2 separate regions of the Mus musculus genome follow, and region 2 is linked to region 1. Evidence: chromatin contacts called from public promoter capture Hi-C data. All regions are on one chromosome and are shown on one strand. Each heading gives the region's core, a stretch centred on a gene start, on an enhancer-like site or on the middle of the called end of the contact. The rest is flanking DNA. Distances are from core to core; before and after follow the strand shown. Region 1 has its middle 360 kb from the start of Dthd1. Region 2 holds the start of Nwd2 (NACHT and WD repeat domain containing 2).

What was found. Promoter capture Hi-C pulls out the DNA fragments that hold promoters and counts their contacts.
Region 2: a contact with region 1 is called in a promoter capture Hi-C map of hippocampal neurons, with 5 times the contacts expected there. The contact joins the promoter of Nwd2 here to the enhancer-like site in region 1. A contact is called at or near these places in 4 of 39 promoter capture datasets (embryonic stem cells, hippocampal neurons, liver and 1 more), 5 of 484 Hi-C or Micro-C datasets (cerebral cortex, cortical neurons and ventral hippocampal neurons) and 3 of 115 datasets of contacts at active chromatin or transcription factors (forebrain, neural progenitor cells and neural tube).

What each region holds. Positions count from the first base shown.
Region 1 is chr5:63,164,602-63,171,587 of GRCm38.p6, forward strand. No RefSeq gene overlaps it. Among named protein-coding and RNA genes, the nearest start is that of Dthd1, 360 kb to the left of the region's middle. Within about 2 kb of position 5,175, at least 25 of the 459 cell types and tissues checked have an H3K27ac peak or open chromatin away from gene starts, as enhancers often do. A contact at or near this core is called in cortical neurons, hippocampal neurons and ventral hippocampal neurons, where this site is marked.
Region 2 is chr5:63,646,605-63,653,399 of GRCm38.p6, forward strand. Nwd2 (NACHT and WD repeat domain containing 2) reads left to right here and starts at 2,499. Exons shown (of 7, transcript NM_177006.3): 1 at 2,499-3,716. The coding sequence starts at 3,566.

The sequences.
Region 1 (6,986 bases), core at 3,925-6,424:
CTGGAGCCCATACTTCATGAGAATGACGTTTGACAATGCCATGGCTTATCTACGTCTTAGTCTCCCACACTGTGAAACAAGAATTAACAATATTTACTTCTTATAGAGATAAATATTTATGAAGGCAAGTCTAGAAAATAATATTAATGCCCTTGACTTCTCAACAAACTGAGATGTTTGATGGTGAGCCAGAAGAGAACCCAAATGCCAGCAGTACTCACTAAAAGCAGCTGTTTGGGTCTTGTGTCTGCCTGTCCTTCTAGGCAGGTCTCAGAATGAGGTGGGCACAAGGACTGTGTCATTTTCATAAACTACTTCATTCCCTCATTCAAGATCACAAAGGATTTCAAAAACCGAAGTCTCTGCTGGGAAATTTTGATAGATGCTGTGTTGTAGTACACGGATCAGGGAGCACATGATGATCAGATTCCTCATTCCACAAGCATAGGACAGAAAAAGATCATGAAGGTGAAAGTGTCCTGGAAAGCAACTCCTTGCCAAAGTTCCTTATCTCCCACTCTAGGCCCTGGGAGGCTAGCCTCTCAGATTATGTATTTAAAAGACTGATAGATACATCTGGAAGGTTCCTGTGTTCAAGAAATCAATCTCTCACTTTTCTGTGTGTATTCCCCAACTGTAAGACATCATGGTTAGAATTTTGTGTCCAGATTCTCTGTAACTGGTCAGAAAGGATCAGTAAGACAACCCCTCCATTTAAATCATGTTAAAACTATGTATTTCAAATACAATGAGATTGGATAAAAATATTAGTGAGAAATAAATTGCATGAAGTATTGGTCTTGTGAAGATCATATGCTCCAGTACAAGGGAATGCCAGGGCCAGGAAGCATGAGTGGGTGGGTTAGGGAGCTGGGCAGGAAGGAATGTATAGGGACTTTCAGAGAGCAAACTAGGAAAGGGCATAGCATCTGAAATGTAAATGAAGAACTGAATCAGTGAGTGACCCCTTCCATCAACTGGATGCCATGACATACTAGGGGTGGTCTCTTCAGGTTCTGTCTCCCCTCTGTTGGATATTTTGGCTAAAGTCATTCTCATTGGTTTCTAGGAGCCTCTCACATCCCTAGTGCCTGGGACTTTCTAGTGGTTCCATCCTCCTATGTATTTCTTTTCATTCTCCTGGCCCTCTGAACTTCTCTTCTGTCTCTTCCCATACCCGATTCTGTCCCCCTTTTTACCTCCCCTTCCCCTCCTCCACCCAGGCCCCTCCCTCCCTCTACCTTCTATGATGACTTTGTTCCCTGCCTTTCTTCTTGTTAGCCTTCTTATGGTCTGTGAGTTGTATCGTGTGTATCCTGGGCTTTGGGGCTATGAGTTACGAGTACCTTGTGATCTCAAGAATGATGTGACCCAGGCACTTAAGAAGCCTTGCTGCTCTGAAGGAATTTTTACTTGCTTTTGCTTCCAGGGGTCTCCTATCATTAAGTTTCTAGTTGGCTTTCAAATAACCTTTTCTGGTCAATAAAATATTTGAAAAAAATGTGGAGTTCAGTGTCACTGTCTCAAGACATTGCCAAATACTCCTCTCTCTCTCCCTTTCTCCCTCCCGCCCCCCCCCTCTGTTTGTGCATGCATGTGTGTGCACCATTATGAAATGCCACTGCCGGTTAAGATAAGAGCATCTACTCTGGGGAGTTTAAGATAGAAAAATACACAGGCCACCAGTCAAGCCTAAATTTTACACTTGATCTTACACAAAAGGCCAAGAAGCCATGAATCCTAAATTTTAATCTTTATACCAAAATCACACCTTTGATGCTCTTTGCTCTGGGATACTGTTTCTAACTTAGAAATTGAGTAACATCCTTACCTACTGCTTAGAAACCCTTAAAACATGTTATTTCTCTAACATGCATTATGACGGAAAAACACAATTACTGATGTCATGATTCGTAAAAAATATCACATACTCATAACATACACATATACACACATACCACTCTGAAAATAATATGGTTATTGCACAAAGCATGTACTAGGACCAGATATCCAAAATTCTGACACAGATGTGGGAGTTCTACTCCAGACCCCAAACCTTACTGAAAGGCTATTGAAGATTGATAGCTGCTGGGCAGAACCATTATTCTTTCGGAGTGAAGCCTTTGGTAGGTCTCCTATGCAGCAGTGAATGCCTGACATCCATGAACATATGAGTGACACTAATGGGACTTAATAGATTATCACAAAGAGACATGACGTTAGAGAGGGATGAGCAGGAGGGAGCATGGAGGAAGATAAAAGGTGTTCTTGGAGTGGGATGTGATCATGTTTCATTATATACATACATGCATGAAATTCTCAATGACTGCTAAATAATGAAATACTCAAAGGAAACAGAGAAAGAGAAAACAGGAACACCAATATTCGGGTAATAAGCTAAACTAAATGTCTCAAAGGTACCATGTAAACTAGAACAGGAGGGAGGAAGGATAGGCATTTAAGATGAAGAGCATGAAGAACTGTCTGAACTGACTGAGAAAAGCATCATAAAGCATATGCCTTCCAGGACGCTGCCTGAAGTACATCCTGCCCTTCTCACTGTGGCTTTTTCATGTCGTCACTGTAAATAAACTTCCCACCGTAATTTCTGCCCTGTGATCCAATCCCGCTAAGGCTACTTTGAATATAAAAACCTATAAAAGTGTGTTTTCCTATGTTGTATGCTGACATAGATAACACATGTGACATAACTATATAAAAGCTGTATGTTGTCAGTATACAGCCTGTAGTTATTACCACTTTTATTTTCACATTTATATTGATCTCACACACAGTACTGTAAAAAATAGAGAATAAACCTACTTTATACAAAATAAAAAAATTAAATTAACACAGCATATTATATAAATGTTCTTTCACATGATCACATATAACCAGAAGATAAAAAATAAATCCTATAGTTCTTTTGAAAATGCCTAAAGTTAAGGTACACATTTCTAATATTCAATGATTCCATAAAAGATAGTTAAGAGGAAAAGGTATATTGCCTTAGTCTTCCACTAGCAGCCTTTGGATGAAGATATAAAAAAAGTATATTGTAGTGTCTGGCCTCTTTATAAAAGGTTCCATATAAATATACACATCTTGTCAATTTATTTACATGTCAATAGTCTTGTCAATTGAACACACTTGTGAAGAAGAGGGGAGTTGTTTGATGGAGATATCCCATGTAGGGCTGAGTGTTTCAAGATCTCTTACTCTCTCTGCACACTGTGTGGCTATGAGTCTCTGTTTCCATCTGCTGTGGAGGAAGACACTCTGTTACTATGTTCTCCAATGTCTTAAAATCATACTAACAAAGATGAAAATAAAAAATATTAATTATTTGATCTTGGAATTTACATCTATTCACTCATTTTGTCATGAACTGACCTTGTGAACACTGAATATATATTCTATCATGTCTTGCTTAGGTGTGCTGGAAAATATATAAAACAACAAGAAAAGCTCTCTTCACTCATTATTAAGTGAGTAAAACTAAAAGTCAGTAAACACATAGCCCTATGATAAGATCCATAAGATGAAAATGCACAAAAAAAAAATAGTGCAGGAAGAAGCATAAGATTGAAATATAATGAGAAAAGGGTACTGCCCCACTTTGCTTCTCTCCTGCTGTGATAAAACACTGACCTAAAGCATCTTGAGGAGGGAAGGGTTTATTTGGCTTGCACTTTCAGAACACAGTCCATCACTGAGGGAAGTCAGGGCAGGACCTGAGGCAGAAACCTGAAAGGAGCAACCATAGAAGAGACCACAGAGGAATACTATTTGCTGGCCTGACCTGCTGTTAGGATTTGCTTATCTTGTTTTTTTGTACAACTCAGGACCACCTGCTCAGAAGCTGCATAGCCACCATGGGCTGGATCTTTCTGTATCAATCATTAATCAAAATAAAATTAAATTAAAAACCCACCCCAACAGACATGCCTACAGGCTACTCTGACTGAGGTAATATTTGCAATTGAGGTTATTCCTTCTCAGGTGAATCTTGTGTCAAACTGATAAAAATGAAAATAAGCAGCCCAGTGACCTTGACCTAAAGATTAAAACAAAGGAAATATAGAATTAAATTTAGATTTGTAAAAAAAAAAAAATGATAGCCAAGCCCTGGCATTCCCCTGTACTGGGGCATATAATCTTTGCAAGACCAAGGGCCTCTCCTCCCATTGATGGCCGACTAGGCCATCCTCTGCTACATATGAAATTAGACACACAAGCTCTGGGGGGTACTGGTTAGTTCGTATTGTTGTTCCTCCTATAGGGTTGCAGAAGCGGGAGTGGGTGGGTTAGGGAGCAGGGCAGGGGAGGGTATAGAGGACTTTCAGAGAGGAAACTAGGAAAGGGGATAGCACTTGAAATGTAAATGAAGAAAATTTAACAAAAAGGAAAGATGTAAGTCTATGGTCATGTGATCCTGATCTAGGAAAAAAAAAAGATAGTCAAAATTACCAGGTCAAGGAGGACCTAAGCCTTTGTGAGCATCTGAAAACAAGAAGGTAGCCAGGGTGACTAGGGAGAGTTAAGGGGTAAGGAGGGTAAGGAGTGAGAGATAGAAGCAACAAAGGCATAGAGAGTGACTGCATAGGACTTCCTTGGCTGTCTGGGGAGCTTTCACATTTTGAACTGAACTTAAGAGAAGATACTGTTGATGTTTTCATGGTCTAAGGGGTGGCCTTTCTCATATTTATTCTAGAATGGTCTTCTGACTGCTGAATGGAGGTCATATTGTAGACAGAAAAACATAGGGAAAGGCTATCTCTAAGATGGTGACAAGATGGGTACAGGAAAGGAATGAGTAAGACAGAAGAACTGACAAAGACTCGTAGTGGATATGATGTTAGGTGCAGTGTGACACTGATGTGGACTCAGGGACATCTGACTTGAAGAAATAATGAAATCATTGGTAATGTTAGCATCAACGGGCACGGAGCTGCTGCCATAAATAACTACAAATGAAATGATAAATGCCAAGGCTCATCAAAATCAGTGGGACCATTCAATTAAATAGGACTGGCATACAGTTAGGATAAGACAACTGAAATCCAACATTGGTATCTTTTTATAATCTCCCACAAACCCACTACACACACTACTGACAAGTGAAAAGCTCTGGCATATGACTCATTTGTTTGTGAAACCACTTCCTCAGTCCACACAGATGGTGTTTGCAGAGCCTGAGGTAGGGGGTGGCTTGCTGGAGGAGATAGGCTACTCAAAGTCCTGTGCAGCTCTCTCACCTGTGGGGGAGAAGGAGAAAATGCTGTCCCTGTGAGCCAACACCGAATCACAAGCCCTGGCTGTCCTTTTCTCTGGTCTAACGTTTAATGTATTTTTGATGCCTTTCTCTCCCCACTCCCCCCCCACCTCTACATAGCCTTCTGCAAATGTTGCCATAGCAACAAGATAGACTTTGCTTAAGGGAAATACTTTGGACAAAACTGCATTAGAAATCAATACCATCAGCACTGTGGCTCTTTTTACCTTGTACTCATTGACTCAAGTGTAATTGAGGAGTCATGATTTTATGAGGCTTAGAGACTCAGTAGTGCAAATTATTATTTTGCCTAATACATGGGTCAGCATACCTCCTTGAAAGGGTCCGAAGAGTACTAAACACTATATTTTACTAAAAATATTTACTAAATATATTATAAAGACTATATTATACTAAGGAGTATTAAAGTGTATATTAAAGACTCTAAAGAGCATATAACTGTGACATGGTCACAGTTACTAAACCCTACCAACTAGGGTAATAGGGCCACAGCTAATACATGAATGAATTGATGTGGCACTGTGCCTTCACGTTTTTATTTATAAAAAGTTGACTTCAAAGTTCTGCAAATAGAGTGCAAACTGCCACAAAGCTTCCCACATGCTGACATTAATAGCCATCTACTCTAAGACATGAGCAGCCTGAATAATATTTTAAAAGGAAGGAGAAATTGGCCAACACTTTAAAGTAAAGATGATTTCACTTGAAAATATGACTTCCGGCTTCTTTTATAAATGAGAAAAATCTGGCAGCACAGAACCTGCATTCTTGCATAGCAAAAATCTGCCGGAGTTGAGTCATAAGCACCCAATTCAGGAAGACTGTACACACACAGATTCCTAGCACTCTCCTCCACTATGGTCTATCCTTCTCCTACTGCCTATTAACTGCTCATCTGATTTGTGCAGCCGCTGATTAAATAAATCATCTCTCAGTATTAATGATGGTTTACTGTTGGCTAATTCATACAACTTCATTATCTCAGAACACAAGGGTGTACATTTATGAAAATAACCATTCTAAGATTCCCTACCTCAGTGTCTTTACTTTCCTGGTTCTAGTAGGAATGACAGAAGGATCCTTACATAATGGGTGTCAAATCAAACGTGTGTTCCTGCCAATTGCTTAAATGTTTTAAGAGCAACAGGAAGGATGAACTGAACGTGAGTTCCAATGCTCCATATTTAAGGTAAGAATATGTACCTTATCAGGTGCATCCTTGCATCTAGAGGGATACTTTCAGACAAAGATAGGAATGGGGAATGAAGGAAGAGAGTGACTATATACACATACATATATGAGATTTTCTGGATTGTCAAGGCAAATGTGGCTCTACAACTTTTGTAGGTCCTGGGAGGAAGTTAAAATTCAAGTTTTAGTTTTAGTAATTGATGTTTCCTTGGCTTCTATGCCCCCTCCCTCCATTGTCTGCTAGGAGCCCCTCAGAGAAGGATGCTGGGACATAGGAAGGAAAATGAGAGATTGTCAAAGACAACACAGTTCTAAGAAAGGGCATATTATTTAATTGTACATTTTCAATGAAGTGGGTTTTTTTTCTCCAAAAAAGTATTCTATCAGATACTTTATATTTTAAAAAGTCATTGGAAAAATGTTTCTATTTTTTTTTTTCAATTCAGGGTGGCCTTAAATTATAAATGCACTGCTGATGTTCCTTGAATTATTACAAGGA
Region 2 (6,795 bases), core at 1,249-3,748, 480 kb after region 1:
GCAAATGACTCTTTCCAGCCCAGTGAATAGAAGGAGCCTATCAGTGATTTCACCTTCCCACAGGTCAGTATTAGAAAGAGCTGGCACCACTATTTTATAAGGACTTCTAGCCTGCTAGCTAGGGTGGGTGAGACAAGAGAAGGGAATGGTTTTTAGCAGCATGGTCTTGGACCCATGTTCCAGGACTCCTTTCTCTTCTCATTTCTAGGTGCTTTAAAATCTCCTGCCTGTTTCTGGAATGGTATTGATTTCCCTATGGGATTGTAATGAAAAAAATAGAAACATAAAAAACAGAGGAAGGAGTATAGACCTATGTGCTCTTTCTTGGAAGCAGCCATAATCTTGGTTGTTAAAAAAAAAATCTCAACCAAGACCAGACATGGATTTATTATGTTGCAAAAAATCTTTGACAGGAGCATTAATACCTGGATCGTGGCTCTACTGTAGATTAGCTTTATGACCTTGTATTAGTAATTTCTGGTGGAATTTTTCTAACCTTGCTCTCCTATATGCAAAAATGCAATAAAACTTCTTTTTTGTTGTCATTGTTTATAATAGACAAAGAAGATGGTACACTTTTAATTTCCAACCTATTTACAACCTAAGCAAGTATTTACAACATTTAAAATAAAATTCTTTTTATCAGTATTTCTGAAAGGACAACAAATAGGGCTGGAGAAGTGGCTTGGCAATGAAAAGCTCTAGTCGTTCTCCCAAAGGACCCCATATTAATTAGTAAATAAAACTTCAGTAAATACTGAAAATTTTGAAACAAAGATAAAAATTAAGTAGCCTCCAAAATCTGGACTTTCTATCTATCTAATGAGCAACCAATAATCTAATTCATCAAGCTGAAAAACCATAGGAATTGACACTTAAATCTTACCATTATGGGTGGCCTCTCCTTTGTGCTATCTGCATGCTGAGAAATCAATCTTTGTTTTCAGACTGTTAAAAAGAGATAGATTAGGAGAGTGTAAGGGAGGAGGCTGGGTGGGAGTGATGTAGGCAATTCTGTATCTTTAAGCAGATGCCTCCCCACTACTCAAAAGATGCTTAGCTTTACCTCCAGCAAAGGTGGTGGTGCAGTGACTATGCTATGAACAGTGACAAATCTCTCTTCTGCAGGCTTGGTCGGCAGTGACACAGGCAGATGCTAAACTTCAGCCTGTCTAGAAGTTAATTAGGTTACAAAGGCTGCCAAAAACCCCAAAGTCATTCAAAGAAAATTCAACACTGGAGCAAGATCTGAAGGAAACAAACACTAATCTTGAGTCTAAAAACAGAAATATAAATAAGAGAGGGGAGGAGGATTCAGGCAGGTGACACTCTGTAAACATTTTATCCATATTGTTTTAACTGCTGGGAGGTGAGGCATAATGTAGTCCTGACCCTTTCCCTGGGATGGATACTATATCTTCGTAAAGGCTGGAGCAGTGGCCAGCACTCTGCATTCATTACCTGTTACAGAATTTTCAGTACATAACCAGGGGCCATGGAGGGCGAGAGTCTCTGGATTCTGCTCCCGATTGCCTTCCTACTTGGAAATAGTGATTTTGAAAAGCTGATTCGCTAGAATGAATTAATTGACTAGCTGGCTAGGTTATCCACAGGAATTCTTCATGGGTTCTGTGAAATCATCACACAGTAACAAGTGCTGTCTGCTTCAGACTCTCAGGAGTAGTTGGAGCCTTAAAAACCTAGAGACCCAGTTCTTCCAAAGAGGTTAGCCCAGAATGAGTGTTGGGTGTGGGGTGCTCTAAGACTGTAAACAGCACTATGTAGGACTTCACTGCCACCCTCAGGACCCAGAGGAAGTGCAGACGATGGGGATGCCAGAAGATGCCCAGGATAGGAGTCTTCAGGTGAGAAGATAAACATGCCATGAAGCGACTAGCTATCATTTTGTTTGAGACAGGGTCTCACACTGTATATAGTCCAGGCTGGCCTGTCCTGGCACTAGCAAAAATCCTACTACCTCAGTTTCTAAGAACTGGTAATTAGAAATACGAGCAACCAACTAAGCTTTGTACCCACCCATCCTCTCCCCAGTCTCGAGGGTGGGGTGGGATGGGCTGTGTTTGCTCTCTAAAATATGATCCTGACCCAACCTCAGAATGAGAAATCTGAAGGTCCAGCTTCAAGGCAGGCTCCAAATACTCCCTTCTTCCTACTTCCCCATTCAATAAAATCACTCTTATCTCCTCTCCTGGAGTTTGTAGGGTTTCAGAGGGTGACGGCAATTACACATTTGGACTTCTCTGCATCTCATGCCACTTGGGATCCTGCAGATGTTCAGACCCTGGCCCCAGGATGCACAGTCTGATCCCCCTCAAAGAAAGTGATTCAGGCCCCTTCAGTGAGTGCAGATTACCAACAACCTTGAGCCAACTTTGCCACCTAGGCCCCCAAACAAAGGCCCCTTGCACTTTGCCAGAAGTGGGGCGTGGCAGAGAGTCTTTCTCTGTAGTTGCATCCTTCCCTTGAGCCAGAGCTCACACCCACTACTGCGTGGGGCTCCCAATGCCCTGGAAGCCGCCTGGTTCCTGCGCGCCCACAGGAGGGCGAACAGCCAGGAAAGGCTTCTCAGCGGGAGCAGGGAGGCTCCCTGGTCCTTTAAAGGTCTAGGAGAACTGCCCGCAGAGACTCGCTCCCCAAAAGGGTCCGCGACCACGCGGGGAGGGCCACGTGAGCATCGTGGCTTAGCTATAAAAATCCCCCGATTGCACGAGCGTGGGGAGAGAGCGCCGAGGCGAGACGTGTCCTCCCACGCCACGAGAGGCAGGGAGAACCTTTCTCAATGCCTGGAGCTTTAATGCTCCAGCCCCTTGGCGTGTGGTGTGGAGGAGCATTGAACTTTGGGGGACTTGGCAAAGGCTTGCAGACGCCCGCGCGACTGGATTCCCGCAAATGCACAGAGCTGGTTTGACCTTTAGGGGAGTTCGAGGGAGGATAGCAGGAATCTCGGGCAGATCGATCTCCTGTCCTTCACTGAGGGAGCCGCCTGGGGTTCTGGTGCGAGTCCTCCTAGGAAACCAAGAGGTCCCCGGGCTGCCCCCAGCCCGCGCATCTACACCGCAGCCGCCCCGTGAGCCGCGTTGTTTCTGAGAGTCCTGACCGACTCCTGCCACCGTCTCCTAAACTTTGACCTGCTCTGGTCCTCCGCCAGGTCCCCGACGCCCGGCTGCCCCCTCCTCCCGCGGTGGACACCAGTAGGGACATGGCTACGGGCTCCAGGAGAGGAGCGGGCTCTTCTCGGTGCAACCTGGCACCGCCCGCGTAGCATCCTCCACGCTGACCTCCTGCGCTGCGGCGCCGAGCCTCGGGCGGGAGTCAAGGCAGTCCTCAGAGGTGTAGGAGGCGACAACAACTGGGGACCCGAGGGTCCCTATGGCCGCTGCTCCAAAGCGGCTGCTGAGCGCTGCGAAGCTCGCCGGCTGCGCTCAGAGCTCCGAGCGACTCTGAGCTGCTTCGCCGGCGGACATCGCCCTCGCGGGACCGCGGAGGGTCAAAGACCCGAGAAGCAGAGACGGTGGTGGCAGCTGATCTTCCCTCCCACAGGGCGATGTGGCCGGCCGGTGCGGGCACCAAGCTGCCCTGTCCCCGGGACTCCGCGCTCCGGCGGGCGGCGTTCTCTGGTAATCTCACCGCCCTTCCTTCTCACCTGGTACCCGCCGGTCGCAGCGTCCGGGTCTTCATCAGCGCCAACCCTGAAGGTAAGTCCCTTGGCGCTTTAAGTAGGTCTGTTGGTCCTTCCTTTGATCTGCGCGGGTCCGAAAGTGTATGGGGCCCGCACAGCGGGGTACGCCCTGCTTCCCTGCGCTCCCTGCCTCCCTCTGCAGCCCCCAAGCGCGTGGGAATTTCATTCCAATCCCTTAATTTTCTTGAGCTCATCCGCTCCCCTGCTGACTACTAGGACACACTTGTCTTCCAGGAGTCAATCTAAAACATCGCAAAGGCGTTATTGGTAGACTTTCTAGAAGATCAATTCTGCCTCTACTACTCCATCGCCTTTGCCTCTTTAATGGGTTTCTTTTACCTAATACACAAATAATAGCTAGCCTCTGGTGGCCTGTGACTGAAAGGGGTTCCCTGCTGTCACTCGTTCTCACTCAAGTGCCAAGTATGTTCCTTGAAACACTGGTCCTGCAGATAGAAAGGCCAGTGGAGGTCCAGGGAGCGGCCCCCCAACCCAGAGCTGAATTAGTGCTGGTCCACTCAGATGAGCTCATCTTAGTTGGGCACTGGGACTTGTTCTCTCCTGAGCAGGTCAAGCGTGGGTCAAGCACCACCAGATAGATGCTGCATTGAGTAGTTCTTGGTTCCTAAGGTTAACTCTCCTTTCCAGTGAATGGTGAGAAAATGAAGAATGCACATAGCAAAGTGGATAAGAGTTCAGGGGAGAGAGAGAGAGAGAGAGAGAGAGAGAGAGAGAGAGAGAGAGAGAGAGAGAGAGAGAGAGAGAGAGAGAGAATGAGAGAGAATGAAAGAGACTTAAGAAGGATGTGTAAGATTATACAAGCCTGTTGTGAATTAACTTTTTCTGTACCACAGCAAACCTCTGACCTAATTGAAGAAAAACAAAACAAAACAAAAAGTTCACATTCAAATAATCACTGAAGAGTTTGATCCATTAAACATCCAAAGCTCTATTTTGTTGCTGTAAAAGGACAGAAAAGGTAACTTTCTGGAAACAAGCACTTCTAAAGGGGAGGGGTGAGCTACTGGAAATTTCTGGTAAAGTACTTGTGGTCACAATGGAATGGGGAAATAATTAAATAAATAATACAAAATTAAGGAGAGTTCTATGCGTGGAGGGCCTGACTGCCTTTCCCTGAGCTTACAACTCACTTTCCCAGAACCTAATAAAGGGTGCTTTTAGGAAGACCTGACAACATTAAGAATCCTTCCATAGCAAGTATACCAACCAGGACTTGGGCATGGGAAATGTTTAAATAACCATAAAATGGACAGCCTTGTTAAAGTTAGGGTTCAGGAAATCTACAAGTCTCAGCATAATGGCGAAAAGAATTATGTTAGATAATGTCTAGTCTTGCCATTTTCAGTTATCCAAGGTTTTCTTAATTGCCACGTGAATTGTTTGCCCTGCTGTGAAGCCAACTAAAACTCTTATCTTGTCCTTTAAGAAAACTGCTTCTAAAATAGTGTGAGTGTTCTGTTAATGTAAGCAGTGGTTAACTTGTTTCTTGCTTTAAATGTGCCTTTTATGGGATTGCATGATAATGAATTGATGCTGCCAGCTTAAGTAGAAACTGGAAAACAATTAATATGTGTTACACCTGCACCTGCATGGTATTCTTCAAACTCTCAACTTAGTTGCATTAAAAACTTAAACACACACTAAGCAGAGGAAAGCAAGCAAACACAAGCCACCCCTATTGGTCAAATGATTTTGCTGGACAGTTTCCAGGCTGATCTTAAAGGACCAGAAATATGAAGCTTACTTGAGAAGTTTTAGTAGAAGCAGGACTCTGAATTTTATCCAGATTGAAGAGCCAAGGGCATATTGAAAATAGGCAGAGATGGGCATTTTTAATGCTCTCAACCTGAAGCCTTAAAATGCTGGGAAATGCTCCATCTGAGGCAGCACTTTACCATGGCATCTTTATGGATGCAATTTAGAAAGCGAGTGCTTGTGTTTCGGTAGCATCCAATATTAGATTCTTGGACAATACTAAAGATAAAGAGCCTTTCCACTGTCAAATTAAGACAAAAGACATTATCTCATGTTTCCTTTAGAAGCAGAAACCCAATTTGCATTATACTCATAAAGCTGTTTTGTGTTGAAGGCATAGTAGGTTTTGTTTTGTTTTGTTTTGTTTTGTTTTGTTTTGTTTTGTTTTGTTTTGGGAAATCCAACAAAAGTCTTGCTGAGAGGATTGGTTTTTAATAGGTATTGCTTTACAAAACTAGTGTGGAATTGGAATTTCCCTCTCCACAATGACAGCAATATGTGCCTTCAGAATGGATAGTTTCCCATGTATTAGCTCATTCCATTTTTATTTCATCCTCTAACAGCCTCTCTAAAAGTGGTGGATAAAGGAATTCTTCCTATTCTACAGGTGAGACAACTAAGGCTGTTTGCAGTGAAGCTACTTTTCTAGAGTCGTAAAGAAGAGTGAAATAAGCAGATCCCATAGGAAACTTAAAATCCTTATGTTGCTGTTCTTTGCCAGTCTAGGCAGCACCCAGATCCCTGTAAATGTCTCACATCTACATGGCCAAATATGGTGGGTTCGTGCTGCACAGAATTGTCTAACTCCAAGAATATGAGCAACTAAAAGGGAACATAACCAGCCCAACCCACTTCTTCCCACTGAGAGGGAGTCATGGGACATGCAACAGAATTTCAGACTGTAAAGGACTTGTACTTCTCCAAAAGTATATTTACATCTGACCTGTCTTTACTGCATAGATGATGCTGAGTACTTTGCAGGGTGAGACCATCACATTATCCAAACTTAATTGATTGAATGGACTTTACCTAATCTCACTCTCATTCATTTGTGCCATATTTCTAATCCTTGGAAGTTTTTGTGTCATGTAACCACTGCTTTTCTTCCGGAATAACGTTTATACTTCTGTGGAAAAAAAATGTTTTCAAGACACATACAAAATTGTCTACTGTGATTAGCTTAACCAGCCTAAACAGATGGAAAGGAAAAAATACTGTGTGAGTTTCCCAGATATTAGAATATAAAGGCTCTCATATTCCATATATCTATTTTGAAGGGTAAATTAAATAAAACCTTTATACAATAGAGAGATAAGACA